Regions from separate parts of the Sus scrofa genome. Here region 1 is linked to region 2. Evidence: chromatin contacts called from public HiChIP or PLAC-seq data. All regions are on one chromosome and are shown on one strand. Each heading gives the region's core, a stretch centred on a gene start, on an enhancer-like site or on the middle of the called end of the contact. The rest is flanking DNA. Distances are from core to core; before and after follow the strand shown.

What was found. HiChIP or PLAC-seq counts read pairs in DNA pulled down with a chosen protein or histone mark.
Region 1: a contact with region 2 is called in an H3K27ac HiChIP or PLAC-seq map of skeletal muscle. The contact joins the promoter of ACSL1 here to the promoter of CENPU in region 2. A contact is called at or near these places in 12 of 47 Hi-C or Micro-C datasets (alveolar macrophages, blood, brain and 4 more) and 2 of 2 datasets of contacts at active chromatin or transcription factors (alveolar macrophages and skeletal muscle).

The regions. Positions count from the first base shown.
Region 1 is chr15:45,927,917-45,934,638 of Sscrofa11.1, forward strand. It overlaps ACSL1 (acyl-CoA synthetase long-chain family member 1), which reads right to left and starts at 5,196. Exons shown (of 21, transcript NM_001167629.2): 1 at 5,153-5,196.
Region 2 is chr15:45,850,152-45,856,877 of Sscrofa11.1, forward strand. It overlaps CENPU (centromere protein U), which reads right to left and starts at 1,310. Exons shown (of 12, transcript XM_013984043.2): 1 at 935-1,310. The coding sequence starts at 966. PRIMPOL (DNA-directed primase/polymerase protein) reads left to right here. Exons shown (of 15, transcript XM_021076332.1): 15 at 795-901. The coding sequence ends at 814.

The DNA of each region.
Region 1 (6,722 bases), core at 3,946-6,445, 82 kb after region 2:
CCCTGCCCTGCTCCAGAGCTGATGCTGAGTCTCCAGGAAGAAACCAGCCCCTATAGCCACTTTTTCTTTACTCTGGTTAATAAAAGAATCAATGGAACTCAGGACATTTTGGCTTTATATATATGGACATTTTCTCCACCACAAACCTGTGGGGAAAATGCCAATTTCTATAGCAGCCAAATAACTGTGCAAATGGACAGATAATACACTTATCAGAAGTCCCTCCCCGAATGAGGAAACGGTATAAAAGGCAACCCACATTTCCTCCTGTGACGCCCTTACTTCTTTCCATTTATCTTTCCAAAGCATGAAATCCTTATTTCAACAGCTTTTGACTAGAACACATGAACCACAAAGTCCATTAAAGCCACTCATTAATAAAAATAATTTCCAAGTCATTGCCAGCTTCAACAGTTTTAAAGCAGAGCATGCCCTAACTTAAATACATACATACATACATATATATATATTTATTCATAAAATGAAATATATAAGAAGTTTGGTGAACTGTTCTTAAATAGTTATTTCCAAATACACAACAATACACAAACTATGGTATAGTTCATAAACCACCCAAGGCAGTCTGCTTCAAAACGAATTTTTCGGAGTTCTCATTGTGGCACAATGGAAACGAATCTGACTAGTATCCATGAGTATATGGGTTCCATCCCTGGCCTCGCTCAGTGAGTTGGGGATGCGGCGTTTCTGTGAGCTGTGATGTAGGCCGGCAGTTATGGCTTCGATTGGACCCCTAGCCTGGGAACTTCCATATGCCACAGGTGTGGCCCTAAAAAGAAAAAAAGAAAACAAAAAAAAAAACCCTAATTTTTTCTCAAGAGTACATAACATGGAAAAAATGTTCACAATATAACTTAAGTGATTAAAATTAAATCATCAAAATTCTTATTTTTGATTAAAAACATATGTTTAAATTAAAAAAAATTTTCTGGAAAAATACAAAAAGGAAATATATGAACATGTTAATATCTCTTGAAGACCTTTTTTTTTTTTGGCTGTGCCCATGGCATATAGAAGACCTTGGGCCAGGGATTGAACCTGCGCCACAGCAGTGACCCGAGCTGCTGCAGTAACAATGTTGGGTCCTTAACCCTCTGCACCACAAGGGAACTCCTTGAAGACTTTCACCTATTTATTTTTTGGAGCCGCATCCCTAGCATATGGAAGTTCCCAGGTCAGGTATCAAATCTGAGTGGCAGTTGCAACCTACGTTGCTTTACTTGCAACAATGCTGGCTCCTTAAATCCACTGAGCCAGACTGCTGCAGAGACAAGGCCAGATTCTTAACCCACTATGCCACAGCAGGAACTCCAAGACTTTTTAAAGCTCCTCAATCTTCTATAATGAGTGTAGACTCCTATTATAATATAAAAAGTATTTAAATTAATATATCATATAATATATAACCATATATTATATATTTTATTAATATTGCTTTTCTGAGACAAGTGGTTTTGATTTAGATATTAGACAGCTTTCAATTTTTTTTTTTTTTTTTGTCTTTTGTCTTTTTGTTGTTGTTGTTGTTATTGTTGCTATTTCTTGGGCCGCTCCCGCGGCATATGGAGGTTCCCAGGCTAGGGGTTGAATCGGAGCTGTAGCCACCGACCTACGCCAGAGCCACAGCAACGTGGGATCCGAGCCGTGTCTGCAACCTACACCACAGCTCACGGCAACGCCGGATCGTTAACCCACTGAGCAAGGGCAGGGACCGAACCTGCAACCTCATGGTTCCTAGTCGGATTCGTTAACCACTGCGCCACGATGGGAACTCCTCAAATTTTTTTTAAAACTTGAAAAGCACATGGAACCACCAGTCTTAAAATCTGGAGGCAAGCCCTGGAGCTCCAGCCAAATGTATTTTCCCGGGGTAGGCAGCACAGGGGAGCAGAGTCCTCTCCTCCAGCTAAGTTGTTGTCCAAAGAATGTGCCATCCCTCCAAGGCAGCTGTATTTCAGGAAAGGCACCATTACATTTCGTTGTCCCCTTTTGATTCCACAAAGGTTACGGCTAAGTACTGTGTGTCTCCAACACAGTCAAGAACTTTTAAACATAAGGATGTGAAAAAGAAAAATGAAACTAATTCAGATTACGTGATCTTTTTCTTTTGTCATTGTGGTACAAATTACATATCACCTCAGGCTTACACAAACTAGGATTTTTTTTTTTTTTAATGGCCGTACCCAAGGCATATGGAGGTTCCCAGGCAAGAGGCTGATCAGAGTTACAGCTGCAGGCCTACACCACAGCCACAGCAATGTCAGATCCGAGCCCCGAGTTTGTGACCTACACCACAGCTCATGGCAATACCGATCCCTGACCCACTGAGCAAGACCAGGGATCTGTGTTCTCATGGGCATTAATTGGGATTCGTTTCTGTTGCACCACGACAGTAACTCCCAAGCTAGGATTTTTTAAGAGCTGGCATTCAGCATTTTAAGTAAGGAACCAGAGGAAATGATTTTAAGTTGCAGACATGAGCACTGGGTGACTTTACTCTCTAGATCATCAAGTTCAGCTCTGTCTTCAGGCCTCGTGATGGTTTAAAAGCTCTCCGAAGGTCCTGTAAGTAATAGAACGTTGACACAAACTCAACCCCTGGTAGCTTCAGATAAGCTCTCTTCACTGAGACTTGGTCTCCATGCAGGAGTGTCAAAGCAAAGTGATGCTAACGTGTTTGTCTGAACACCAAGTTGGACCGATGACCTTCAATAAAAACTCTGGCACCTTCCAGCTCCCTCCTGACTGGCAGTGGCCTGTCAGAGAGCAGCTTGAAGAGGCCTTAGGATACCTACAGCTCTGAGCTGCCTTAAAGGAAGTTCTTCTGAATTTGCTAACACAGGAATCTCACCTATTGCATCATCCAAACAATACTGTTGGTAAAACATTATTAATTCTGTCAACATTGACAGAATTTGGTTATAACAGACAGTAATGGCAAAAGAATAATGGACATGTGGCTTAAGTGACAAATTTACACAATAAATCGGCAACTGACCTTAAAAAACTATTCCTCTAAGGTTTCTGAGTAGCAGATCTGGAAATGACTTCCTATAATCTAGCTCTTGCCAGAAAAGTGAAACTTGAAGAGAGGAGAACTTCCCAAACTATGATGACAAAACAAACGTCATCTTTCCTCAGCCTCTTCTTCAAACTTTCACAAAACAGCTACATCAAAAACAAAAAATGTGGCAAGACCTGGACATTTAAATAAGCACAACACTGTGGCACCTGGGGACACTTGCAGCCATTCCAAACCTCATCCAAAAGTAGCCATAGCTATGAAAACTCAACCTGTATGATATACCTGCCTCTACCTGAGTTTGTCCCAAGTCTCTATTTCTTAAATGTTCCCAATTAACTAATCACTATATTGCTGGCCACACCCAAGGCATGTGGAAATTCCCAGGCCAGGGACTGAACCTGCAGCTGCTGGCACACAGGAACTTTCTAAATGCCCCAAATTTAAAAGCCTAGGAGTTCCACTGTGGCTAGTGGTTACAACCCGACCAGTATCTGTGAGGATGTGAGTTTGATCCCTGGCCTCGCTCAGTGGGTTAAAGAACCAGCGTTGCCATGAGCTGCGGTGTAGGTTGCAGACACAGCTCAGTTCTGGTGTTGCTGTGGCTGTGTGTAGCTTGGCAGCTGTGGCTCTGATTCAACCCCTTGCTTGGGAACTTCCATGTGCCTTGGGTGAGGCCCTAAAAAGTCCCCCCCCCCAAAAAAGAACAAGACTCCCAAGCCTGGCTCCACACTGATGGGAAGCAAGGTTTCCTTTAAAAGTCCACCTTCTCAAGCCCACCCAACCAGACTGTCAACTCACACCTTAGGTTTTAAATCAACCTGACCTGCCACCTCCACCTGAAAATGCTCAATCAGCCAGAAGGCTTTGATTGGCTTTTTGTTTAAGTGTTTAAGTAAATAACTGTTTACAGTGAGATAATCATAGATGAAATTTGTGTCAGAAACTGGAATTTAAGCAGTTTCTCTTGGTCTAAAGGAAGGGGAGTTCTCTTATAGTGCTTCGGGTTAAGGATCTGGGGTTGTCCCTGCAGCTGCTCCGGTCGTTGCTGTGGCACGGGTTCCATCCCTGGCCCAGGAGTTTCCACATGCCCCAGGTGGGGCCAAAAAATAAAACAAATAAAATAAAAAATAAATTTAGAAAATAAAAGGAAGCATATTAACAGTTGGGGCACTTATTCCTGCACTAACAAGAAGCTTAGAAGTCTGAACTTTAAAAGGCAAGGGCACTTTTATAATGGTCTTAATTAAGCTCCATAACCTTGGAAGTAGGTTGGGTGAGGAAGGGGTGTGCTATTCTAACGTACACACTGATTGGCGAGAGCATCCGTCTCTAGGTTCTCGTCCACGTGTTCGTTCAAGCCACCTACCAGCACTCTCCGTCTAGGCTGCAAGGTGATAGATAGCATCATTTTTGCTTCCTATTTTCAAAAAATGCCAGACTCCTCAAATGACTCACTCCATCACAGCTCTGCGCAGCGGCACGGGCACTACTGTGGAGGCACCGCGAGAATTTCCACATGTGGCAACCCGCTTCCGATGCTGCCTTTGACCCTCCCGCAAGCGCCGCGCGCAGGAGCCACCATCGCGCGGAGGCTGGGTCACAGCCTGCACCGATGCGTCCACGCGCGATCGGAGCGCGCCTCAAACCCCGCCCAGGGGCAGGAGGGAGGTCGGACCGAGAGAGCACCGTCACCGCGCCGCGGGATCATCCCTCGCATCTGCAGCCCCGGGTCCCGCTTCTCGCCAGGCCGGTCCTCGCCGTCATAAAAATAAGGATCCAGTCCCGCGGCCCGCGTCACCCACACGCCGCGGTGCACCAGCCCGGCGCCGTCCGCAGGGAGCCGAGGGCCGATATCCCCGGCTCCGGCACAGGAAGCGGCGGCGGCTCGGGCGGCCCGGAGGCCTCAGTTGCAGCGGGAACCCAGGGGGCCGCAGGGCAGAGGCCGGAAAAGCGGCACGTCCCGGCTAGCCGAGGGCCGGCTCGCGCGCCTCTGCTGAGGCCGCCGCCTCCCAGGCTCCTGCCGGCGGAGCAGCATCAGCCTCGCGGCTCCGCTAAGACCTCGGGGCCACAGCGTGCACGGACACGGTTCCTCGCGGCAGGAGCACTCACCTCCTCCGCAGGCCAGGCGGTTCGCCGCCGGCTGTCACCGCAGCCCACTGCCTGCCCTGCACTGGCTCCGAATGCTATTTAAGGGCGCCGCCGTCGCCGCCGTGAGCTGGCTGTGCCCCAGCCCCTACCGCTGTGGAGACAGGCTGCTGCCGGTGCGCGTGCCGCGCCCGCCCTGCCCGGTTCTCAGGCCCCGCCCCATCACAGAACACGCCCCCACATCAGGTCCCGCCCACCCGCCGCGCGCCGGCCTTCCCGTCAGGTCGCGCGCGTGCCGGCCGGGCAGCAGGTGGGGGAGTTCCGGGAAGCGTTGGGGAAACGCCTCTGAAGTAGCCCTAACTGTCCCGGGATTTCATAACGAATCCGAGGGGGGCAAAGAGCAAATTGTGGCGGTTCAGCCCAGAAGTCTGCGGTGCAGTTGGAGGCCGGGAGACGCCCTTTCGTGTCTTCCTTCCGCAACCGCGTGCCCCGCTGATTTGGCGGGCGGGGGCTTTCTTTTCCTATTTTATTTGGCAACGATGTGCAGGACTCCTTTTAACCCGGTTTCACCACTGCTCCCACGTGGGGTTTTGCCACAGACCTGGCTGGGAAGGCCCCAGTCTGTACTTCTGCAGCTGCCTGGACATGAAGCAACCGAAGAGATCACCCCGGGTATAGCTGGGGCCGCGCACTGGTTCCACGTCACTAATGGCAGTGTTCACCTGCCAAGTTCTTGGGGCCTGTCTGCTGCTCAGCCCTGGCGGTGCGGTTTTGAGGGCTACTGTCTGCATCCATGCGATGCCCATTAGGGGCCTTTCAGAGGCCAGCTTTTTTCAGGCTCCTAGCCCAAATGTTATTGTTCCTCTTAGCCCCCTGAGGTCTGCTGGTACCTTAACCTCTAATAACCGAGGTCCTGGTTACAGTGGTACTTGTGTCCAGCACTGCATGGCCGGCTCTTATCTGGAACTGCTTTGAGTTTGAGGCATGAGAAGAATTATTTTTATAATGCCTCTAATAATGACAGCCTTTACTGAAACATTTCACAATTATCCTATTGAATCTTCATCATAACCTTATGAGATGGGTGCTGTCATTAGTCCCTTTTTACAGATGAGGACACAGAGGTACGGGGAGGTCGAAAGCTAGTGAGGGCAGAAGTACACTGGGCCTCAGGCAATCTGCCTCCAGAGCAGTCCGTAATAGGCGAATGTACTTGTACTGACTTTGGTGTGAGCTTGTGCTCACTCAGGCCTCATACTCAACCTTAACTATGTGACAATACTCAGGCTGACTGTATGACAGTAGCCTAAGGACTGTCACTGGGCTTCTCTCACAGTCCCAGAACATCTGAACAGTGGCCACAGTAATTGTTTCCTCCCACAGCGTTTTCAGCGCTGTGCTACAGTGATGGTGGGGGCACTCCGCATTCTGATGGCCTCTGTAACAGGTCACTTCTCCTTGAGCTCCTTCTCCATCTAGGTCTTTTTTTTTTTTTTTTTTTTGCTTTTTAAGGCCATATCTGCAGCACATGGAGGTTCCCAGGCTAGGGGTCTAATTGGAGCTGTAGCTGCCGGCCTATACCAGAGCCACAGCA
Region 2 (6,726 bases), core at 60-2,559:
CCCCACTGGCCTAGCAGATAAAGTTTAACTCTTGTCACCTGATGTTTCAAGGCTCCAATATTTTTTCCCAGTCCTCCTCCCCACTGTGGGCGTCTTAGGTTCTTCCCCACTGGCCACTGGAATCTAGTCTCAGTTTACTCCACCTCCCTGCTTTGTCTTGCCCCAGCCTTTCCCCTATGCTGTCGGCTTGCCTCTACCATCACCCCACATCTACAAATGCACCTTCTCCGGGAAGCCTTCCCACGGTCCAGGTGGAACTCCTTTGCAGACTAATCAAAGCAAGCCAAGGCCCCTCCAGCCAGGACCAGACACCACCAGCAAGATACTTGCCAACAAATCCAGAGGGAATAACATTTTAGAGAGCAGTTTTGCAATCTATTTTAAATTGCATGCCCTTTTTGATTAAAAACAAAAAACCTTGCCCCATCCTGGCTGGAGTGCTCCTTTAAGAACCACAAGCAGCCGGCCGGAGATGTAGTTCAACTTTATGGTCTGTGGTTTGTGTTATAAAAACAAGCAAGGTCTTGAAAATAAGAATACTGACTACCAGCCAGAGTGTAAAAGCCACTAGAATGTGATGTCTGGCAAGTGGTAGAGTGGTACGCCCTCATAAGTTATTTGTTGGACAGTTCGTTTTAAAATGTTTTGTCTACTTTAGACTACACTCACCCAAAATGATGCTAACACTAGCCAGCGTTCTCGCCTGCCCGTCAGGCACCGTTATAAACTGTAACTCCTCTAAGCTTCCCCGTAATTCCTAGAAAATTGTGACTATTATTACTCCCCTTTTACAGACCTGGAAACTTATCGCTAGGACAAACAGCACAGTGCCAGAACCAGGCAGCACCAACAGCTCCGAGAGGCCCAAGATCCGCGGAAGAGAAAGAAGATAAAGTGGGCCCCAACCTGCGTCGCGAGGGTCCTCAATACCTACCCTGAGCGCGTTACTCGTCCCGGCTGGGCCATCACGGCCCACAGCTCCCTGCGCCCGCGCAGCTCCTGAAGCTCCCGCCAAACCCCGCGCTGCTCCCAGCGGCCAATCGGGGCCGAGCACGCGGGCACGCCTCCCGCCCCGCGCCCGGTCTTACACACAGGCGGGCTAGGGCTCTTCCCCGTCCTAGAGCGCTAGAAAAAACCCGGTCTGGTACTGCGCTAGAGCGGATTTGGAGTCCAGGCTTTAAAACCAGTTGCTGACAGTGCATGATACGCCAAACATTTGTCGGGTTTTTCCTCTCACCCACGTGCCTCGCCCTTTTTCCTAAGTTCCAAAGAGTCAGAGCCGCCAGGGCCCGCCCTTGGGGGCGGGAGGGGGAGGAGCCAGAGCCGGAACTGGAGAGGGCGCCCGCCTGTGAGGGGCGGATCCAAACCCAGGGTGGGACCGCTGGGTGCTTAAGCGCCTGCGCAGCTATCTAGAGTAAAGATTTGGAAATAAGGTTTGATTTTTAGTCTGCCAACGCCTGTAATCAGTTGTGTCATCTTGGCTTATTATTTTATTTCTACCCCAGTTTTTTCACTCATAAGTGGGGAGGGCCTTTTCTGGAGCTAATATTCTCTGATTCTTTACTTTCTCTCTAAAAAATGCATTATCCTGCAAAAGATGATTTTGGACCCCTATCACCCCCCCAAAAAAAATAACTCACTCAAAATGGATCAAAGACCTAACTATAAGGGCTAAAACTATAAAACTCTTAGAAGAAAATATAGGGCAAAAGCTTTATGACATTGGATCTAGCAATGATATCTTGAATCAAGACATCAAAAAGCACAGTTTAGGATGATGAAAGAGTTCTAGAAGTGGCTAATGGTGGATGGTTGCATAGCCATGTGAATATTCTTAAGTAGTGCCACTAAATGGTACAGTTGAAAGTGGCTAAAATGCTAAACTATATGTTACGTATATATCACCACAATAAAAATTATTAGAGTTCATGCACATAATATAGCATATACAAAGATAAAATGGAGCACACAGATGGTCACCACTGGATAGGAAATTAATATTTATCATTCCTGGAGTTCCTGTCGTGGCTCAGTGGAAATGAATCTGACTAGTATCCATGAGGACAAAGGTTTGCTCCCTGGCCTCATTCAGTGGGTTAGGAATCTGGCATTGCCAGTGAGCTTTGGTGTAGGTGGCGACATAGCTTGGATCTGGCATTGCTGTGGCTGTGGCATCGGCTAGTGGCTATAACTCTGATTGGACCCCTAGCCTGGGAACCGCCATATGCCATGCGTGCAGCCCTAAATAGACTATACACACACACACACACACACACACACACACACACACACACACATATATATTTACTTAATTACATAATTACAAAGTAATACATATATATATATTTATTTATCATTTCTTCCAAGGATAACCACACTTCCAATGTTGCGTTTCTCATTCCCATGTTTTTCTACCTTGCTATATTCCTAAAATGTTATTTATTGTATATTTTTAAACTTTATACAAATAATATTTGGATGTATTGTGCAAGTGCTCTTACTCAAAGATATAAATTTTAGGTTTATTCACAGTGATGCATGTAGCTCTCATGCATTCATTTTTGTAATGCATTAAGTAAATATATCACATTTTCTTTATTCATTCTTCTATGTATGGATAGATCAGTTGTTTTCAGTCTTTCTGCTGTTACCAATGATGCCCAGCTAAACGTCCCTGTAAGTGTCCTGCAGGGTACACAGCTACGAGACAGGGATAGACGCAGCAGAGCTATTATTGTCTCATGGGATAGAGACATTTTCAGCTATGTGAGAATGCCAATATTTACACATTGTTTTATAAGCAATTAATAAAATCTTCCTGGTTACATATACTTGTCAATACTTAGAATTTTCAATACTTTAAATGTTTTACCTAACTAGCAAGTTAAATGGTATCTTATTGTGTTTTTGATTGCATTTCTCTTAAGTTGATCATATTCTCCTTGGTTATAGGTCCATCCTGATTCCTTTTCAGAAAAATACCTGCTCACCCCACCTATGAATCACTAGGGCAATTGCCAGAGAAGAGTAAATTGCCTTTGAGGTATTGAAGGTACTTCCCCACTGAATGTAGAAATAGTGTTCCTGGAATCTCAGAAAATTGTCACCCTTAAGAGTGTCAGGGGAGTTGTCTCGTGGCGTAATGGTTAACATTCTATCCCAGGCCAAGGAACTTCTGCATGCTGTGGGTGCTGCCAAGAAAGAGAGAGAAAGAGAGGAAGGAAGGAAGGAGGAAGGAAGGAAGGAAGGAAGGAAAGAGGGAGGGAGGAATAAGAAAGGGAATGTGGAAAGGAAGTTTCATTTCCCAGGAAAGCGACTGTTGTCAAACCTTTTGTGCTATGGGTCCAAAAAAAGAAACTATCCAGTTGTTAAAACAAGAAGAGGTTCAGTGCTCTGGATGGAAATAAAAACTCAAACCAAATAGGTTTAAATAATAAAGCAATTTATGAACTCATGTCACTGAAAAGTCCAGTGCTAGGATGGTTGTCAAGCTTAGTTTGAGCTAGAGGTTGGAGAAGCCATCAAGGCTTTGAATCCATTTTCTTGCCCTTCTTATATGGTCAGCCTTTTCCTCAGCCTGGATCCTGCCATTATCATCATCATCGCCTGGATTTATTGAGCTTTTACTATGATCTAGTCATTGTTCTAAGTGTTTAGTATTTATGAAACCATTTAATCCTCTCAGTAACCCTATGTGGTAGGCTCCAGAATCCCACTGTACATATGAGGAAACTAAGCAGCAGCCCCGCAGGTAGTAAGTGGCTCTGGCTGCACTAGATCTGAGGACTCTGGCCCAGAGCTTGCATCTGGCAGCCCTTCCAAGTCTCACCTCAGAATTCCATCCTTCAGAGACAGAGAGCAGCTATGTCCCAGCATTCCCAGAAGAAGGCCTAAGATTTACTCTGATTAGATGAGCTGTCATGATGTACCTACCATTATTAGCCAGAGTTCCAGAGAGACAGAACTAATAGGATATGTGTGTGTGTGTGTGTGTGTAGGTAGACAGACAGACAGACAGCTATGTGTGTGTAGATACATGATAGATAAATAGATAGATGATAGATAGATAGATAGATAGTTTTATGGAATTATCTCACACAATTAATTATGGACACTGGCAAGTCAGAAATGACCAGCAACCTAGAAATCCAGGTAAAGGTTGATGTTGCAGCCTTGAGTCTGAGTTCTTCAGAGCAGCAGCCTAGAAACGCAGACAGAATTTCCAAGTTGAAGTCTGTTCCCAGTCCCCATCCCCTCACAACCACCTACTTTGTTCTCTGTATCTCAAAATCTGTTTGGTTATGTTTGTTCACTTGTTCTTTTTTTTGACTCCACGTATAATTGAAATCATAGAGTACTTGTCTTGGCCTCACTTATTTCAATGAGCGCAATAGTCTCTAGATCCACTGATGTTGTCACAAATGGCAAGATTTCATTTTTATGGCTAAGATTCCATTGTGTGTATGTGTGTGTATATATATATACCACATCTTCTTTACCAGCCATCAACTGTTGATGGGCACTTGGGTTGTTTCCATATCTTGGCTATTGTAAATAATGAGCGTGGGGGCGTGGTTCATGCATCTTTCTAATTAATGTTTGCATTTTCTTCAGATAAATACCCAGGAGTGGAATTGCTGGATCATGGCAATTCTATTTTTAATTTTTTGAGGACTCTCCATACTGTTTTCCGTAGTGGGTGCACCAATTTTCCCCCCACCAACAGTGCCTGAGGGTGCCCTTTCTCCACATACTCCCCAACACTTGTTATTTGTTGTCATTTTGGGGGGGGGGCATTCCCACAGCATGTGGAAGTTCTCTGGCCAGGGATTGAACCTGCACCACAGCAGCAACCAGAGCCACTGCAGTGATAGCACCAGATCCTTAACCCACTGCATCACAAGAGAGCTCCAAAAAGCTCTTTGGTCTGATGTAGTCCCATTTGTTTATTTTTGCTTTTGTTTCCCTTACCTGATGAGAAAAAAATATTACTAAGCATAGTGCTATGTTTTCTTCCACGGATTTTTATGGTTTTAAATCTTACATTTAAGTCTTTAGGCCATTTTGAGTTAATTTTTGTACATAGTGTGAGAGAGTAGTCCAGTTTGATTCTTTAGCACGTAATTGTCTAGTTTTCCCAATACCATTTATTGAAGAGTCTATCTTTTCCCCACCGTATATGCCTGCCTTCTTTGTTGTAGATTAATTGCCCATGTAAGCATGGATTTATTTCTGGGCTCTCTATTCTGTTTCATTGATTTATGTGTCTGTTTTTGTGCCAGTACCATACTATTTTGATGGCTGTAGCTTCATAGTATCTATGGTGCAGTCCTGAGGCAGGATTCTTTCTTTGGGAAATCTCAGCTGTTGTTCTCAAGGTCTTCAACTTATTAGATGAGGCCCACCCATCTGCTTTACTCAGAGTTTACCGATGTAAATATTAATCACACCTTAAAAAAATATCTTTGAAGTCCCCATTGTGGTGCGGCAGAAACATATCTGACTAGTATCCATGAGGATGCAGGTTTGATTCCTGGCCTCGCTCAGTGGGTCGAGGATCTGACATTGCCCTAAGCTGTGGTGTAGGTCACAAATCCCGGGGTAGGATCCCACATTGCTGTGGCTGTGGTGTAGGCCAGCAGCTGTAGCTCAGATTCGACCTGTAGCCTGGAAACTCCCGTATGCCGCAGGTGCAGCCCTGAAAAGCAAAAAAATAAAATAAAATAAAATAAAATAAAAAAATACATTCACAGCAACATTTAGATGGATATTTGACTAAGCCAGTGGGCACTATGGCCTCAACAAGTTTACGCATTATCCATCACACTACCCTTAAACTAGCCCTTGCCAATGGAATGCATTCATTAGCTTCCTGGTACCACATGGATCCTCCCGGAACTGGGGTGGTAGATGGTGGGGGGAGGGAGTTGGAAACTGGGAAAGTGGGAAATGGATCTTCTGGAAACAGACAACCCAAATCCACTAAAGGAACTTCCCCATAATTGTAGAGCCGGTCATAGGGAAGCCAGGATTCCAGCCTCCAAACTCACGCTGTTCTCCTCCATCATGATGTTTGCCCAGTTAGACCATTAGCTTAGAGCAGTGACTCTCTGTTTGGGTAAGGGAAGGGGAGAGGGAAAGGGGCACATTCCAGGGTCTCTGGGGCATGCGTCATGTGACAAAGCAAATCAACACTATAATGTGGAGACCATGCTCAGCTTGCTGTGGTCAGAGGCTGGGTAAGAGCCTGGTCTAAGACTTTGATGCTGACCAACAACCTCAAAGCTTCTGCTGGTTGTTTGTTCTGCTGGGAATGGACATGAGAGCCCCCTTGAGAGCATCTGAACAGATAATGGCAGGAGTAGAGCCCAGTTTCAGGGAGGAGGAGGACAGGAAGGTTCATCATAAGACACTAATAGAAACGTGGGGCTGGAGGCTGGCTGGAGGGGGGAGGAGAGACAGTGGAGGAGAGAGGAGGGACTCAGCGAATCAGAGAAGCTACAGCCAAGGGAAGAGCTGGTCAACGGGACACTCATAATAATGTGGGGGGAAGAAGCCATAGATAAGATTTCTATTTCAAGATGCTGCCTGTTGAGCTGTACTCTTCCCATCACTGTTAAACTTTTGTAAATGTTTGCTAAACTCAAAAACCTTGTCGGGGTGTGTTGAGGGGGTGGGGGCTGGAGTGGTGAAGTAGGGGTAGTGTTCAGGATGGGGTGTTGGAAG